Linked DNA regions of Capra hircus: region 1 is linked to region 2. The links are chromatin contacts, called in public Hi-C maps. All regions are on one chromosome and are shown on one strand. Each heading gives the region's core, a stretch centred on a gene start, on an enhancer-like site or on the middle of the called end of the contact. The rest is flanking DNA. Distances are from core to core; before and after follow the strand shown. Region 1 overlaps TNFAIP8 (tumor necrosis factor alpha-induced protein 8). Region 2 holds the start of TNFAIP8 (tumor necrosis factor alpha-induced protein 8).

Evidence for each region. A called contact is a pair of places that touch in the nucleus more often than the background predicts.
Region 1: a Hi-C map of blood shows a contact between it and region 2, with 4 times the contacts expected there. The contact joins the enhancer-like site here to the promoter of TNFAIP8 in region 2. A contact is called at or near these places in 3 of 5 Hi-C or Micro-C datasets (all in blood).

The regions. Positions count from the first base shown.
Region 1 is chr7:76,036,885-76,043,448 of ARS1.2, forward strand. All of the region lies in intron 2 of TNFAIP8 (tumor necrosis factor alpha-induced protein 8), which reads left to right. Among named protein-coding and RNA genes, the nearest start is that of TNFAIP8, 65 kb to the left of the region's middle. Within about 2 kb of position 2,612, at least 1 of the 5 cell types and tissues checked has an H3K27ac peak or open chromatin away from gene starts, as enhancers often do.
Region 2 is chr7:75,971,676-75,977,704 of ARS1.2, forward strand. TNFAIP8 (tumor necrosis factor alpha-induced protein 8) reads left to right here and starts at 3,830. Exons shown (of 3, transcript XM_018050668.1): 1 at 3,830-3,990.

The DNA of each region.
Region 1 (6,564 bases), core at 1,362-3,861, 64 kb after region 2:
CTCCAGGCAAGAACACTGGAGTGGGTTGCCATTTCCTTCTCCAATGCATGAAAGTGAAAAGTGAAAGTGAAGTCGCTCAGTCATGTCCGACTCTTCGAAACCCCATGGACTGTAGCCTACCAGGCTCCTCTGTCCATGGGATTTTCCAGGCGAGAGTACTGGAGTGGGGTGCCAGTGCATCCCCTGCTTAATGCCTAATTACAGTTTTGAGAAAGTCTAAATTTTTACGTAGGTCTTATAAGATCCTTACTAACCTGTTCTCAAACTGACCATGACTGTTAGAATATCTTGGAAGTAATTGTCTCCTTTCCTCCCTCCCGTCCTTCCGCCCATCCCCTCTCCCAGTCCTTCATTTACCTCCTCTGGCCCCTTTGTTTATTATTCATTCTGAGGGCTACTGGGGGCATAGGAAGGCCTTAATACATATGTATTGAATGAATGTGGGAAGACAGAGGCCCTGGATAGTAACTGTCAGTGTCCTCAATCTTTGATTTAATTTGTCTTAAAATTTTTAAGGTTCCCAGAGTAAAAAAAAAATCTACTTTCATGTACAATCCCATGTATTTAGTTCCCGCAGCTCTGTGGCTTCCAGGGGATTATTAAAAACAGAACTAAAAGAAGTATGTGGGATTCTGCTAGTAAATCATTTTCAACGTATGCTCTTTGAGTGGCCGTTAAGTGCTGAGCTTAGAACCAAACAGGACAGGGAACCAAACCACCCCTGTGACCCAGGGGCCAGCAGGGAGGCACGCTGGCTGAATGGGCCTCTGCGGTGAACGTTTTTCACCTTGGGCATTCACAAACTGGCATCAAAATACCCGAGACTTGTTGGGACTTGTCTGAATCGTTTATTACATTTTCAAACCTGTTTGGGAAGAAAGCCTACACACCACAGCGTGTTTGGGGGCTTGCACAGTAAATCTTATTTAAAAGAAAGAGACAAAAATGTAATCATGTTTAACCTGTAATAATATAAGTGAGAGTGTTTGACTCAGTTGTAATGAATCTAAAGAAGAATGGGAAAGGCTTTTCCCTTAGAAGGTCCAGGTTGGCATTTCAGACTTCAGCCCCAGGGCTGGGAGCTCCTGGGCGAGGTTTCCAGGTCTTCATCCTGTCAGAGCACCTATCTCCAACTTCTTCGTTGTGAGGACCCGAGGGGCCTGACAGTCAGTACTGAGTCAGAGGGATCAGCGAGAAAGGAATGACACACTTCCTGCCTGAAGTTCTAGGGAGTTTTGTTTTGTTGTTTTGTGTTTCTGTTTTACTCTGAAGATTCCCTAAAAAAGACAGAAGACTGCCCTGGCCATCTCTTGATCAGCAGCCTTTGTTATTTATAGGAAATCTACTCTGCTATACCTTCTTGTTACTAACAGGTTTGGGTGTTTTTGTTTAATAATTTTATTTATTTATTTATGGCTGTGCTGGGTCCTCATTGCTGCGCTGACGTTTCTCTAGTTCCGGTGTGCGGGCTTCTCATTGCAGTGACTTCTCTTGCTGTGGAGCACAGGGGGCACACAGACTTCGTTAGTTGTGGCATGCAGGCTCAGCAGTTGAGGCTTCTGGACTCTGGAGCTGAGGCTCAGCAGTTGAGGCTTCTGGACTCTGGAGCTGAGGCTCAGCAGTTGAGGCTTCTGGACTCTGGAGCTGAGGCTCAGCAGTTGAGGCTTCTGGACTCTGGAGCTGAGGCTCAGCAGTTGAGGCTTCTGGACTCTGGAGCTGAGGCTCAGCAGTTGAGGCTTCTGGACTCTGGAGCTGAGACTCAGCAGTTGAGGCTTCTGGACTCTGGAGCTGAGGCTCAGCAGTTCAGGCTTCTGGACTCTGGAGCTGAGGCTGAGCAATTGAGGTGCATGGGCTTAGTCACTCCACGACCTGTGGGATCTCCCTACATCAGGGATTGAACCTGTGTCTCCTGAACTGGCAGGTGGATTCTTTACCACTGAGCCACCAGGGACGCCCCCCTAACAGGTTTTTGAAAACCTTTTTCCCCTTATAACAAAAGCATCACATGGTAGTGTAGTATATTTATCAATTATAATTTGACAAAAAAGTGAAAAACAATAACAAAAAAGTTACTCTTTAACTTCAGCACTCAGAAAAAAGTATTTTGTGACTATAACTCTGGGCTGGTTTCTGTATGCCTATAGTTTCCTCTATAAAAATTGCATAGTAGTTCATATGATTTCTTTTATATATTGCTTTGTAGCCTTTGTGAATAGTTCGCATGTTATTAATTACACTCTAAAATCATTTTTAAAGGCTGTATTATGTGCCATTGTATAGCTATGCCGTAATTCACTTCACCAGTCTCCCATGTGGATAAGTGAACTGCTTTCAATCTTTACCACTGTCATAACACCACGCAACTGCCTTGCTTTTAGCAGCTGTCCACACTTGTCTCTGTTTCACTGGATGCGTTCCTGGAAGTGGTTCAAAGGACATGTGGAGTTTGAAGGTTTTGATCTTTATTGCCACTTTGCCTTCCAGACATTTGTCCTGCTTTCCATTCCCACCACGTAACAGAACCTTCTGACCGTGCTGTGTGTGGCCTCACCTCTGTGGGCCTTTCTCCGACTCCCAGCAACGTGTCCCTTGTGCATCCAGCACTGGTGCCACCCTGGCCCCCTCTCCTCTCCCTGGCATGGGCCAAGCTTGTCCTGTCTCAGGCTGGAGTGCCTGTCTTCTTGCTGCTTTTCCTGTTCTTCTGGCGCTTGGCCTCCAAGGCCACCTCTGCCAGCGCAGTCTCCATCAGAACTCCTGGTTCATTCCCATCCCGGCACCTCTTGAAATCTGCCCTTTAGTTATTCACGTCTTTACTTGACTGCCACATCTTCCTCCCACTGAATGTCAGTTCTTGTGTTTTATTTCCCACAATGAGCCTGGCACCTAAGTCGGTACCTGACGTTCAGTAGGTTCTGGATAAATGCGAGTTGATTTTCTTGAATGAATGAAGCAATCTCCTTGTCACCTAGAAATGTGCAGTGTCATGGGACGATGAGACATGTATAACAGTGCCTCTCCCTTTGAGCAAAATGGGCTAAAGGTTGTAAGGAAGCTTCCAAGTCGCATAGGGAGACAGAGGAAGAGGAGCTGGCTTCAGGCATCGTGATGGGCTTCCTGGTGGCTCAGTGGTAACAAATCCACCTGCAGCAAAGGAGATGCAGGTTCAATCCCTGGGTTGGGAAGATCCTCTGGAGGAGGAGATGGCAACCCATTCCACTATTCTTGCCTGGGAAATCTCATGGAAAGAGGAGCCTCGCAGGCTACAGTCAATGGGGTCACAAAGAGTTAGACCCGACTTATAGGCATCATAATGGCCTTGTGTGAACTGAGCCTTGGGAGACTGGCAGTATTTTGTAGTTGATGATGGTGGAATGGACCCCAGAGGCCAAGGAAAGTGGGTGAACAGGGGCCCAGAACTAGAACTGGTGTGCTAGGCCTGATGGGGGCAGGGCTAGGGAGCATCTTGAATCCTTTGCTGACAGTGTGGACTCTGATCCATGAGCCAGCTGGGAAGTGCTGTACACTCTTCATCGGGGAATGACGTGGTAAAGTGAAGGTTTTTCAACTCAGTTCTAGGCACAGATGATGATGTGGTGTGAGAAGATGTGCCATGAGGGCAAGTAAGTAAAGGAGCAGGAAGCTGAGGCCTGAGATAGGATGGGGCTTTGGAGTTGAAACAAAGGAAGGCAGAGGCACTCTGCAAGGGTGGGGAGACATGACAGCTTGGTGGCTGGAAGGGGGGGAGGGAGATCCGAGATGGCACTGAGGCTTCAAGTCTGAATGGCTGGTGGGAAGATGAGATTTGCAGTGCAGCAGAGAAGCTCTTTGGGGATGAGTCATATGAATTTAGTTCTAGCCCATCCTTTTACTGTATCAGGGGGCATTTTCTGGATGAAACTAGCCCATGTGCCCTCCTTTGTCCTGAAAGACTTTGGGTGATGAGAGGCTAGAGGTGAGGAGACAGAAATGTAGCACAGGATAGGAAATTCTGGGCTCCTGTGGCCACCTCCTTATCTGGAAGAATAGGACCACTCAAGGGGTGAGAGGTGTGTGCCCAGCGATGTCTGCTCCTCAGTCACTGTGTGGCAGGAACTTGTTTGATGTCAGCCTGCCATTCAGTCAGTTTGTTCAGTTGTGAGACTGAGGAGGATGGGGCAGAAGACAAGTGATGATTGCTGTCTGCCTGAGTGCGGGGCTCTGGGTACCAATGGGATAAGGCCCTGAACTGGGTGATCATCCTTCCCCTGCAAATGGTCAAAACTGGTGTGTGTATGTGTTCCCTGGGGGCCAAAAATCAAGGAGAAACCTTATTCAAGACAGGGTATAATTCCTGATGGCTCGCTAAACTGAAACATTTCTGAAAGTTGGGTTTTTGCTTTTAATACAGGTTTCAAAATAGCCACGTGGGTAAAACTACAAAATGACAAAGCTCACTGTCATCTAAAGGGGGATAGAAAGTATAACTGCTTTCATGGTCTTCTCTGGAAAGCTGTCTTTTTAAGAAAACATCTTCTGCCACCTTGAATGCACAGGTTTTAACAAAATCCAAACGAGAATGAGAGAAGCACAGATGGAAAGACAGCAGAACTTGGTGAATGAGAGACCGTCCAAAGCAAGAGAGGAATCAGCAATGACTGGGGGATGATGGGATCCATAGAGGTTAAAACAGAGAGGAAAATGATCAGGTTTGGTGACAGGAGGTTAGGAATTCAAATTGGGAAATACCGTGTGTTGGATATTCACAAGAAATTCTAGAAATTTATAGAGAAATTTACTCTACCATTGGAGAGTTTTTCTTGGCAAATTTAGAGTTTAATTAGTGGAGTATTTTATTATGAGGGCTCATGTTCAGTTTCACATGAAGGTTTGCAATGTAAGAATGCTATAAAATGTCAAGACTCTGTTTATACTCAGCTCAGCAGAAAATAAACCACGTTCAAGTGCCAGCATATTTATTGCAACAGGCACTCAGTGTTTCTGTGCTTCCTAAAGGCTGATTTAATGTTTTCGTTGGTGGTGTGAGTGTGAAGAGAGGTTTGAGCGTCCTAGGACAACAGACATAAATGCTCATTCTAGAGTGCTACGATCTGGCTGTTGACGTCACTGTACTGCAGCTAGTAGTGAGTTGTTTATTCATTTGTTTGCCTGCTTCTGAGTAACATTTTATAAAACTTATACTGGAAACTAAGAAATACTATGTGATAGAAAAATGTGCCTTCCCACACTTCTTTTTTATGCAGCCCCTTGTGGGGAGGCTGTGAAGGGCAATCAGTGTGAGGATGGACTTGAGAAATCTGCTCCCCAACCCTCCTCCCCTGCAGCCGGCGCTGGCCCCCAGCAGCTCCAGTTCACATTGGTGAACTCACTGCTCTGCCTGTCCTTAAACGGTGGGCTGCCAAGTGTTCTCTTTATTTTCCAGACAGTCCCCTGTGTGTGCTCTCTGCTGAACCATATCACCCTTTCGTGATATGATATGACAAGGGAAAAGCCAACCAATTTGGAATAAGAGATCCCATGTACCCATGCTGGCCTTGCCCTGAGCAAGTATGTTACATTTATGGAGCTTGGTTTCCTCGGCTACAACCCAGGAATCATGGTGCCCACCTCCCAGGGTTTCAGGGAGAGTGAGCGAACACAGGGAAATCACACATGCTGCTCAGCATCTGGTAGGGTTTCTCTGCTCTCCTCCAGGCACGAAACACGTGCTCCTGTTGGCACAAGCCTTTTCAGGTAAGAGGTGACCATTCGCTGTCTCTGTGATAGCATTCAGAAAGTGCTTCTGGAGCACTTTACCAGACTCAGGCCCTGGAATAATCCCCCCTCAGCCTGCCTTCTTCCCTCGCCAATGACTCCTTCCTCCCGGAAGAGCTGAGGGACAAAGGGAATCGAGTTGAGTCAAAGAGGAGGCCCTGTTTGTGGCACTGGTTTTAGGGAGGCCATTGAGAGGGCTGCGATGGCAGGAAGAAGACTGAACGGGGGGTCTAGATAGGCTTGACGGGAAGAGGGAAGGGTTGAAGGAAAAGAAGATAGCAGTACTCTTATCACCAGACCATGCCCTAGGGACTAGGGAGAAAATTGGAAGTGCCAAAGCATGAAGGTCAAGGTGTTTCGCAGACATTTCCAGTTCTGTCCTGGAGACTATAGCATCTGTTGAAATAAACACATTTTCATGCAGCCGTCAATCGCATTATCCTTGTGCTGATTTTGTCGAATGCACTGCTGATAAGGATGTGGGTAGCCATAGAGGAAGTGTCTTTCTTGGGGTGTGTAATAAGCAGTCAATGAAACTAGGCCAGAGAGAGCGCCTGTGTTTGGAGATGGTTCTGGGTCTCTTGGCTTCTCTCTCGGTCCTGCCTCAGCTTGCAGGGCCTCGTCCAATAATCTGCTTAACCTCTTTGAAATTGTGCTTGTCACCTGGTTTCTCTGGGCGTGGGGACAGTGAAATGATTGAAGTGATAGTGCCTTGCTGTGAGATGCCCAGATAACATGGAGAGCGTGCACACTCAAGAGGAGAAGCTGGTGTTCTGAAAGCTGGTGTTATGTGGTTGCAGATAGATGGAGGAG
Region 2 (6,029 bases), core at 2,580-5,079:
ATCTTTTGGTTCTTAAGTAGCACATACGAATATGTGGATTGGATAGAAAGATGTGCCAAGTAAGAGAAGGAAAGGGCGATGGAATAAAGCAATGAGAGGCATTAGCAGTGAGTGACTGAGGTGCTGGCTCTTCAGGTTAGGCTCGTAGGAAGCAAAGTCAATAGAAATGCAGGTCTGCAAGAGGTAAAGAAAGCATGTGAAGACCAAGGATGAGAGGCCATAGTAGGGGTGTGGAATGATAAAGAGAAAGATTAAAGAATCTTTATGTATAAATAGAAGTAGCCCTGGAGAGTGCTGCTTCAGGGCACAGCTTGAGGCAAGGGAGACTGAAATGAAGCAATGGTGCAAGTTACTGGGTTGAGGTTATAGATACCATGACATCCTGGCTGACCCAGGAATCATGCAGATGGGGCTCCTCCTATCCCACACAGTAGAAGAAGCCAAGTTTTACTGATGCTCTGTGCTCTGTCCAAAGTCATCCAGCTTACACAGAGCAGATCCATTTCTAGAAGACTAGGCAGTAACAAGTATCACCGCCCATGGACTTTTGGGGACTGTTTCTAATGATTTTAAGGAGTAGGGAAGGCCTGCAAGTGTGTAAACCTTTTTAATCCTAAAAAGACCTGCCTTTGTCCTTTCCTCCACTGGGTGGCATCACCAAAGACAGCCTGCCAATCCAGAAACCCAGTAAATCGACCTAGATTAATCTTCTTCCTTCAGCCCCCACATCCCATCAATCTCCAGGGCCTTATAAGTGTTGAATCCATCTTTCCATCCACTTAGTTTAAGCATTCAGCGTCTATAATTATTTCCTATTACTGCCAAAACAAATTAACACCAATTTAGGAGTTTAAAACAACATACATCTATTACTTTACAGTTTTACATTTCTGGTCAGAAGTCCAGTAGTGGTGGGGGAGGAGGGTCTCACCAGGATAAACTCAGTGTCAATCGAGCTGAATTCCTTTCCAGAGGCTCTAAGGGAGGATCCATTTCCTTATGGTGTTAGAGTGAAATTCCCATTTTTTGTTGTTGTTGTTGGCTGAGGTCCATTCCCAGCTTCTGGAGGCCACCCACATTCCTTGGCTCCTGACCCAGGTCAAGTTCTTTTCATACTTTGAATCTCTCTGACTCATTCATCCTCTTCATGGGAATCATATAATTAGATTAGATCCACCCAAATAATCCAAGATAATCTCCCCATCTCATTCTCTTTGGCCTTAATCACACCTGCCAAGTCCCTTTTGCCATGAAAGGTAACATATTCACAGGTTCTGGGGATTTGGGTGGGGACATCTTTCCTGAAATTTGTATTCTGCCTCCTGCTGCATCCTAGGGCTTCCCTGGTGGCTCAGGCGGTAAAGAATCTGCCTGCAATGCAGGAGACTTGGGTTCAATCTCTGGGTCAGGAAGATCCCCTGGAGGAGGGCATGGCAACCCACTCCAGTATTCTTGCCCAGAGAATACCCATGGACAGAGGAGTCTGGTGGGCTACAGTCCATGGGGTCACAAAGAGTTAGACACGACTGAGCTGTATCACGACTGAGCGACTTCACTTTCACTTTTCACTTTCATACATTGGAGAAGGAAATGGCAGCCCACTCCAGTGTTCTTGCTTGGAGAATCCCAGGGATGGGGGAGCCTGGTGGGCTGCCATCTATGGGGTCGCACAGAGTCGGACACGACTGAAGCGACTTAGCAGTAGCAGCAGTAGAGCTGTATCCTAACATCCATCCTTGCAATTACTTCATAAGCAAATTTCCCAGCTCTGATGTTTTCTATGCTGTTTTCAGAGAAACCTTTCTAGAACATTTGGTATGTCTCCCATGCTCAAATTAATGTTCTTCAACTCCTACAGGAAGAAAACACTTAGATTTGGTCTTTTTCTATTGTTCCACTTCTTCACCAACCCTTCTTAATGCTTGAAAAATGTTTACCATGTCCTTCCTTAGAAGAAGGAAGCTCCCATTCCTTCTTATAAATTGAGCTCAGACATTACCTCCTTCAGAAAAATCTTCCTGACTCTCCCCTCCCCACAGGACAGTGTCCTAAACATCTCTGAACCTTCTGAATATTCCTATTGTGGTCATTAAACCCAAATGTGTTTACTTTCCTGTGTCCCAACCATACTCTGCCACTCACTAAATGTGAAATGTTGGTAGATTATTTTATTTCGCTATGCCTCCCTTTCTCTTTGTAAAACTAAGGTAGCTATGTTGTTCAGTACTCAGTCGTGTCCAACTCTTTCTGACCCCATGGACTGCAGCACACTAGCCTTCCCTGTCCTTCACTATTTTCCCGAATTTGCTCAAACTCATGTTCAATTAATTGATGATACCATCCAATCATCTCATCCTCTGTTGCACCCTTCTCCTCCTGCCCTCAATCTTTTCCAGCATCACAGTCTTTTCCAATGAGTCGGTTCTTCACATCAGGTGGCCAAAGGATTGGAGAGTCAGCTTCAGCATCAATCCTCCCAATGAGTATTCAGGGTTGATTTCTTAGGATCGACTGGTTTGATCTCTTTGCTGTCCAAAGGACTCTCAAAAGTCTTCTCCAGCACCACAGTTTGAAAGCATCAATTCTTCAGCACTCAGCATTCTTTATGGTTCAGCTCTCATATCCATACATGACTACTGGAAAAACCATAACTTTGACTATATGGACCTTTGTTGGCAAAGTGATGTCTCTCCTTCTTAATATGCTGTCTAGGTTTGTCATAGCTTTTCTTCCGAAGAGCAAACGTCTTATAATTTCATGGCTGCAGTCACCATTTGCAGTGGTTTTGAAGCTCAAGAAAATAAAGCGTGTCACTGTTTCCATTTTTTCCCCATCTATTTGCTATGAAGTGATGAGACCGGAAGCCATGATCTCAGTTTTTCGAAACTAAGGTAGCTATAGGATCTATAAGTTGTTATGAGGATTATAACAGTGACCAGCACATACGAAGTTTTGATAGTATTTCTAATATTTCCAGCCCTCTGCACAGAACCATCATATAGTAGGTGCTTAATGAAGGATGGATTCGTCACACTCCCAAGAAGGTCTGGCAACATTTGCCCTTGAGAATGACTACCTCGGGTTCAGGGCCCAGATTCTGCCCCATTCCGGTAAATAGCCACTCTTAGACTCTGTGGGTATGGGCAGTCATTGAAGTCCGCAGAGGTGGCTTAGACCACACTGACTTGCTGGGATCCAATGACCCTTTAACTCTTAAAGTTAACTCTTGCATCCCTCGCGAATGGAAACTTAGGAATCACTTATGCATCAGCTATTGCCAGGTAGACTTAAGGTCAGTAAAGGCTGAAAAGAAAAAGAAAAAAAAGGGCAGGCGGGATTTAGGGGCTTATACGGAAAATGATGTCGACGACGAAGCTAATGGCAACAGATAATAGATAATACATGCGTACTTGTTAGGTGCCTGGCGTGAGCTCACTTAAGAGACTCTATAGACTTGAGGCTGGTATCTCACTTTCATAGCTGAAGAAACCGAGAGACCCAAAAAGTAACTTCTTCCCTGCGTATCTCCCCAGCCGGTCCTGGCTCCTTGAGCCCAAAGGTCTTGCCTTGCCGCTCAAGTCCAGCTCCTGAGCCGCTGTCCAGCCCTCCTCCGCATTTCCCCGAGCCCTGGCCACTCCTGACCGGCAGTGAGGCCCTGGCTCTGAATCCCGGGTTCTCCTCGCCCCCGGCCCTTAACTCCTCCGCGCACGCTCCGCCCCCGGCCTCCGGCTCCTCCTCCTCGGTCGGCTCCGCCCCCAGTCTCCTAAATCCTCCTCCCGCCCCGCCCCTGGCTCTTTAGCTCTTCCTCCTGTCCCCGCCCCCGGCTCCTTTTCTCCCGCCCCTGGCTCCTTTTCTCCCGCCGTCTCTGGCCCGCGCTCTGCTGGTGAGTCCGCGGCAGCCCGCGATCGTTCTAGGGGCTAGGCAGCTCCGCACCGTAACCTCGCCCAGCTCGCCTCTTAGCGTCCCCGCGCCACCCGGCCCCTCTTCAGAGTAAGTGCCTCCCGGGCGCGCCGGTCCCGCATACATCCTCACAGAACTTCCTCGGCCTCTGGGCTGCGGGGTGCTCCTTGGGGGCACGCTTTCAGCTCACAGAGAGTTTCTGAAGTAAATGTGAGTGGGTGTGAGTGCGTGCGTCTGAGCTTGTGTGTGTGTGTGTGTGTGTGTGTGTGTGTGTGTGTGTGTGTGCAGGCGCGCACAGCTCCGGAAACTCCCCGGAGTTTTACCCAGTTCCTGTGTCGCCGAGATAATCTGAGACCTCCAGCTGGGAGCCCTTACCGACTCGAGCTGATGACCCTTAACTTCCACCCTCCTGCCCTGAGCCGCTTACTGTTCCTTCTGCAGATGGGGGCCCCGCTACGTGTCACGCCCTCCTGGTCACAGCTCCTGCTGTCGAAAGGACCGCCCCGGTTATCAGAATGTCCCAGATTGCAGACCGAGATGCTGGCCTGAGATTGTAATCCAACCCTGCATTGTAAAATGGGCAGCGACTAGAGTTTTGCCTTGAGACCGTTCGGTGGAGACTTCCTTTGAGGAAGAAAGTGTGTGTGTGTGTGTGTGTGTGTGTGTGCGTGTGTGCGCGCGCGCGAGTTCGTGTCTTTGCGCGCTCAGCACCTGATGCAAGAACACTTGGGCGCCTTCAGAACCTGGGCGGCTGGTAGGCAAGTTCAAGACCAGGTTGACCAACAGGGTTTAGGGGCCAAAAGATCTTCATTGATTCAGTAACACCGTTTTGCTAAAGCCAACTGACTTCCTAAAACATAGCACTGGGTAGGAGGAGCAGTACCCTGAGAGAAGCAAGGAAGGAGGAAGATAGTTGGGTGCTCAATGTTGAAACAACGGAAATCCTTGAGCTACTTAAGACTGATAATTCGACCCTTCTGTACATAATTTTTATTGGGGAGGTCAATACTATTTCAATACAGGGTGTATTTCTTCCCTAAAAAACATATTTATATTTAATTGATAGCAGGACAGTACTCTAATCCACCTGTAAAATGATTCCCTGGTTGCTGAGGTCCCATCCAATTATAACTGTCTCTGAATTCTTCTGTATCTCGGTTTATTCTTGTCATGTTCTTGCTGTGAAGTAGAGATGCCCATAGTGGTTTCCCACTTTCTTGATAAGACTTCATTTATGAGATGCTGGCAGGAAAATGGCATATGGAGTAGAAATTACTCATTGAGGCGTAAGGAAAACAAAAAACTATATAGCTAAAGGAAATAACCAGAACAGAGCAGACCTGAAGTTGCCATTGTGCCCTGGCATATGAAACTTAGAGCTGATAAATCACTTTAAGTGCTGCTTATCACAGCAGATATTTTTATCCTGGTTTGAATCCTGTGTTTTAGAAAAGTATTTCCACAGTGTTTTAACTAAGGAAACATTATGCTTTGAAATGTAAACATATGATTCCATCCCTCTTTAAGGAAAGAAATAATTATCACACTTAATTAAACACCTGGAGAGATTTATTGCCACCTTCTAATTAGATCTGTCGTGGGGAGTTAAGTCAGCAAGTTATGGTGACATAGCTGGCTTTTTTGTAGATTTTTTTGCGAGTACCAGTCCGCCCCATATGTACTACTTGGCTCTGCCACTTCTTGGCTTGGCTTTTGAGTTTATACCTGTAATTTGAATAAATAAAGTATAGGAAAATGGACTACCATCTTCCTCCCTGTAAAATATGGATACCTTAGACATTGAATATTTGGTATTAAGGTCTTTGCATTAACAGAAATAAGCCTTCTAAGCCATTATATCCATCTAGATTAGCTGCTAATTTAAGAATGATCAATAAAATATTGAATATAAGAAGGTGCCCCCCCAAATGTAGTAATTCTACACAGATGGTCCCTTACATTTTTTTTCTTTAAGGAGACTTTAATCTTAGTACCTTTTGTTCTGTTTAAATCTAGTGAGAAAAGGGGTGGCGTGAGCTAGAAAATCTACTTATCTTTGTTGTCTGTCAGTTTTCTGTTTCTACTATGTTACTGGATATAGTCTTCCTCTGTGTAGTGAGTGTTGTGGA